Regions from separate parts of the Sus scrofa genome. Here region 1 is linked to region 2. A link is a contact called in public Hi-C data. All regions are on one chromosome and are shown on one strand. The core of a region is the stretch at or near the end of the contact, and the rest is flanking DNA. Distances in the headings are between cores, read along the strand shown. Region 1 overlaps TGFBR3 (transforming growth factor, beta receptor III). Region 2 overlaps TGFBR3 (transforming growth factor, beta receptor III).

Region 1 (2,887 bases), core at 60-2,559, 73 kb before region 2:
CAGGTTTTTAAAAAGACAAGGCACAAAGATTGGAGCCCCCAAACACAAAAAAATGCGAAAGAGATCATTATCTTCTTAAAAATGAGGAAGGGGACGTCTTCTTTAACTTTCAACCTAATGTGATCCACAGTCTGTCAAATAGTTAAATCTCTATAAACACACTTGAAAAAGATTCCTTTTACCAAATTCATTTCGGCATTCAACTTTTGAGGAAACCAGCTGCTATCTGCCTACCATGCCGCCCAGCTAAGCACACTAAGTCTGTTTCAGAAATGGATGCTCAGGGTACCACTGGGATGCTCTTCCAGTAGCATCTCATTAACCTCTGTGACTCTCTGTGTTTTACCCTTAGAAGTTAGAAGCAAGCCAAAAGACATGCCAATACAGGGATTTATCTCAAAGCCCCAACAAGCTGGAGTCAGGTGACCCCCACACCCCCTTAAAGACCCAGCCCCAAAGCGGGGGCTGACATTCAGGACCATGACCCTGAGGCCCCTGCAGGACTCTCAGCCACGAAAGGCTTAACTGTCTTGACACCAAGACTGGAAAACACATGCATACATTTCAGGAAATTCACCAAGAGGCAAGCGGAGTCCAGAGAGGTTAAGGGACTCGCTCAAGGTCACGGTCTGTAAATGGCAGCGTCTGGACTGACATCCGGGTCTGTGTTGACCTGAAAGGCCACATTTTTAACCACCACACCCCCTGCCCTGGTCAGGAGAAGTCAAGGAGCAGCCTATTTTTTATAAAGTGAAAAACCCTGGAGAGAAACGTCACGAACGTAACAATAACCCACACGGCTCAAAAGACTGCCAGTCCTCAGAACAAAGACACGCTCAACCAACTTACGAGAACTTTCAGATTTCCCTTAACATCGAAAGATTTGATCACCCAGTTGACGGATTTTTTGCACTTCAAGATCAGGATGAGATTTTTGACCAGTTCAGGATCCTTTCGAGAAGGTCTTATGTCAATTATTATATCCACCTGGAAAGCACTGTGAATGGAAAACAAAGGCAGCGTTACGACCCAAATGCCAGAAAGTTGCAACTCTCTCCCCTCTTCCAAGTCTTCATGTTCCCAGTGTCTGGCCAGTTGATTAAAAAGCTGGAGTGGGTCCCAGGCAAATGACATGTGCAAAACAGATTGTTAGTGCACACATAACAAAACAGTTTTACATAACAATAGAAAATGTGCCTGCAGATAATTAGACCCTAACATTTTTCTCCTCCTTGGAAAAAAAAGGTGGTTCCTTAATGCAGCCACTGTTTAAAATGGACTTGGACACACCAAAGAGTTTACTTTTGAAGCAGAATCACTGCACTTTTCAGCCTCTAACACTTTCAATGTATAACATTTTCATTTGCCAGCTGCTCAAAATCCTTCAAAACCAGAAGCGGGTGACGGTTCAGTGATTAGAAGGTGCCAGGGTGGACAGAAAAGGGAGGCATGGCGGCGAAAGAAAAAAGTTAAGTACCTTCAGAGTAGAATAAGAGGCCAAGGGCTAGACAATTTCTTGACTTATATAAGGTTTGCTTAAGCCATTAGCATTTGTTACAAAACCCTATCTGCATTTACTTTCCCCAAATTCTGGATATACAGTTATACAAATAAAAAAACCAGATGTCAACCAAGTGGTCACTGGAAAATTAATGAGCACAACCCAAACTTCTAAGAAGCCAGCACAAAAGAGGATTTTTACCAAAGAATAGCATCTCCGTCATTCTGGATTTAGGGGAAAGTCTTTATTTCCATCTCGGTTTTACACACTCGTGAAGCATAAAATGAATGATGGACTCCAAGGAAGCCTTGGGCTTAATCTTTAAGCGCATGTGCCAGATCGCATCTCTTCCCCCTCTTTTAATTTTCCCTGGAATCCTTCCCACAGGACAGGATGGAATCTTCACCAAAACTGATCTCTGATTTATTGACTTTTGAAATCAAAGTCTGATGAGAAGCTCAACGGTGCAATCCCTGCACAATATAAGTTACGTTTGAATTCACTGGCCCACAGGAAACGTAGCCCAAAGTGGGAGAAGGGTCTACCTCTCTTTCTTTGATTTTAAATCCCCTCATCATTCTTGATAGGAAGAGTTAAATTTCCAGTCCTGGTGCAGGACGCTGAGGGTGGGAGAGAGGCAATGGTATTCAGTGGCTCTTTGGTGTGTCACCATGAAGGGCCACTCCCCCCCCACACACAGCTTTGAAATAAACATACTGTGTGCAAAAGTGCTCTGGGGACACTCGAAACAGAATTTTGTTTAAAAAACATACTGTTGTTAAAATGATAAGTTTGATCATAAGGTCCATTGTGTATTTTTTCTCATCAGGGATAACCTCCGTCAAAGGAGATACCAACGGGCAAGCGTGACGGTGTCCTATGGTACAGTCGGCCCTCGGTACCCGCGGGTTCCACACTGGCAAATCCAACCAACCACAGGCAGAAAATCCCGGGCAAAAAAATTCCACAAAGTTCCAAAAGGCAAAACTGGACCTTCCCGTGTACGGGCGACTATTTATATGCCATTTGCTTTGTAGTCACGACTATTTACAAGACATGTACATCGTATTAGGTATTGTAAGTAATCTAGAGGTGATTTAAAGTATACAGGAGAATATTATATGCAAATACGATGCCATTTTCTATGAGGGACTTGAGCATCTCTGGATCTGAGTATCGGAGAGAGACCTGGAACCGGTCCCCCGCAGCCATCAATGCACAGCCATACCAAGGCGTCCAGGTCAGGCTTCAGGACCTCATCTGACATACACGGCATCTAGAGACAGAGGCAGCAATAACACATACCCTGGGATCTGACTCCCTTCCGCAAAGCCTGCGTGAAGCTCCCCAGAGCCTTGGAGGCTCCCTCTCTCGCGCCCAGGGCGG
Region 2 (2,776 bases), core at 122-2,621:
CTCAAGTCCTACAACTGCCTTCACCTAACGCGGGGTGGTCCTCACTGAAGGGTTATTCCAAATGCCAAGTCCTACGCCTCCCATCTCTGGGCACGTGGCCCGTGAATAAAGCCTGTGCCTTAGCCTGGTACACAAGGCCTTTCTTTTTTTTTTTTTTTTTTGGTCTTTTTGCCTTTTCTAGGGCCACTTCCATGGCATATGGAGGTTCTCAGGCCAGGGGTCTACTTGGAGCTGCAGCTGCCGGCCTTTGCCACAGCCATAGCAACACAGGATCTGAGCCGCGTCTAAAACCTACACCACAGCTCACAGCAATGCTGGATCCCCAACCCACTGAGCAAGGCCAGGGATCGAACCCGCAACCCCATGGTTCCTAGTCAGACTCGTCAACCACTGTGCCACGACGGGAACTCCCACAAGGCCTTTCTTGATCATCCTGTCTCTTGGCCTCAGCCCTCCCGCCTCCAGCAAAGCCCAAGTGGCTTAAAGGTTTCAACTCCATGTCTTCATCCAAGCTTGTTTCCTTTTTCCCAAAGCCTTTCCTGCTCTTTCTCCACGCCTATAACCAACACCCCTTCCTCTGTCCCCTGTAACGTCTCTGCCCCCTCTGCTGTCGCATTTTCTGCACTGTAACCACCAGTGCACATGTCTGTCTTTGCCAGTCCAGTGTGAGCTCCTTGGGAGCTCTGGGTCACTCTCTCTGTATCCTCAAGCACCCACCAGAGCGCCCCACCTGCACGAGATGCTCAAAAAATCATTGAGCTTTAAAAAAAAAAAAAATGCCCCCTTTCTGATTGGTGATTAGGGACCTGGATTTGGTTGTGAGGAGCTAACGTGGGAGACAGACTGGACAGTAATGGGATGTCCATTAGCTGAACTGATAGAGGGCCATCCAGAAACAAGAAGGAAGTGGCGACACTTAAACCTCACACACCTCTGTAAGCTTGGTATTGTCCCCATCGCGCCCTGGAGACAGAACACCATGGCATATTCTCAACCACAGCCTTCCAGATGAAAGCCGATCAAAGGCCTGAATGCACTCCAGTTGGTTCCTCCTGACGTCTACACAAGACAAGTCCCTCCAGGATGACAGCCCGAGTTGCAAATGCAAACACAGGTCACAAGCAGGCACTCCTGCCGCCGCACTGCGGTCCTATAAGCAGACAGCCTGCCCGGTGTGCCAAGTCTATTTCAGAACTCAGGGAAATTATCTAGGCTGATAACAGTCAGCTGGTCTGAAACGAAGTGTGTGCCTTCTCAAAGAGTCACTGCCACCCTCCGCACCGCCCTCCCGTGCCCAGCTGCTCTCTGAGGGGAAGGCAGAAGGTACCGGACACAGGGGTCCCTGGAGTCCCCGAGCGGGTCCCCCGCCACCCTCCTGCCCTCACCAGCCGCAGTCAGACGCCGGATGTAGTCCCCACCGCAGAGCTCCAGGAATCGTCCCCTGCTCCTCCTTGGCTCCGGGATGAGCAGGGGCGACTGCTCCCACACCAGGAGGCCCTCCTGACCTGCCTCACAGCCTCCTGCCACGAATTCGTCTTTGTCACAAATTAAGCACAAACAAAAACACTTTTCACTTTCATTTCTGTATGTAGGTGCGAAGCTCTGACAGGGCTGGAGAGCTGCCCAAAGCACACCTGCACAGGGCTGGCAATCTGCCTTATATGCCACCAGCACCCACCAGGGTCTCCCATAAGGCCCCACATCCCTCATCTCCACACTGGGCGAGAGCACAAACTCACTGGTAACTAACCAGAGCATCAGGTCTTCCCCAAAGAGGGAGAGAAGCAGAGAGGGGCTGCCCCAGCTGAAGACACGTGCTCTTTGCCTTAAGAGTCTCTGTTCTCTGTCCTACCAGGGTCCAAGACAGGACACAGCCCACTTCACGAGCTGCAGCACCAGCCATGAGTTAGGAGGCAGGGTCCAAGGTCAAAGGAGAGAGAGCAAGGCACAGAGCACACTCTGATCAGGTGAAACAACAGCCACACTTCACAGAGCCCCCCTGGGGCGGGTGTTACACACCCTCAGTACAGGGAGCCCTGGACCCTCAGACACAGCATAGGGCTGGGCTTTGAGGCTCCTTAGGGCATTCTTCTCCTCCAAGTTTAAAAAAGAAAAAAGCCGTAATAACATGTGATTAATACATCCTCGAGCCAAAAAGGTGAAGCCAAAGACGAAAGAGAAGAAGGAGAAGAAAGGGAAAGGGGGGAAGATGAGCAAGGAGAAGACGAGGAAAAGGAAGGAAAGCAAAAGGAAGGGGAGGGGAAATCAGGAACTAGCCCCCCACCCTCCAAGGGTAGAGAAGAAAGGGTGCCTTCACCAGTTCAACACACAATGTCCATCTGGTCTAGGAAGTCATAAACACACACACACACAGCTCCCGTTAAGTGCTCGCTCTAGGCCGGGCAGTGCTAGGTGCTGTGTATCCTTCCAACAGCCCCACAAGATGATGTCTCAACCCCATTTTAAAGCACAGGACAGCAACTTCAATGAACTTGATTCTTCCTAGGTTCCCCCAGTCACCCAAGGCCTCAGACTCAGATCTGGATCTCTGTAAGGTGAAATTTTTCGTTAAAAAATGCTGGCCCCAGATGGACTCACTGGTGAATTCCACCTAACATTTAAGGAAGAAATTACACCCACCCTCTTCACCCTCTTTCATGAGACAGCAGCAGCACAGGGAATCCTTCTTAACTTATTCTACCTCATTACCCTAGTACCAAAAGCAGACAAAGACACTCTAAGAAAACCAGAGACCAATATCTCTCATGAACACAGA

What was found. Hi-C and Micro-C count contacts between places; a contact is called where the count stands out from the background.
Region 1: a contact with region 2 is called in a Hi-C map of fetal heart ventricle, with 1.8 times the contacts expected there. A contact is called at or near these places in 3 of 47 Hi-C or Micro-C datasets (adipocytes, fetal heart ventricle and heart right ventricle).

The regions. Positions count from the first base shown.
Region 1 is chr4:125,264,798-125,267,684 of Sscrofa11.1, reverse strand. TGFBR3 (transforming growth factor, beta receptor III) reads right to left here. Exons shown (of 18, transcript NM_214272.1): 6 at 850-997. Among named protein-coding and RNA genes, the nearest start is that of TGFBR3, 130 kb to the right of the region's middle.
Region 2 is chr4:125,191,541-125,194,316 of Sscrofa11.1, reverse strand. The region is part of intron 1 of TGFBR3 (transforming growth factor, beta receptor III); the gene reads right to left. Among named protein-coding and RNA genes, the nearest start is that of TGFBR3, 55 kb to the right of the region's middle.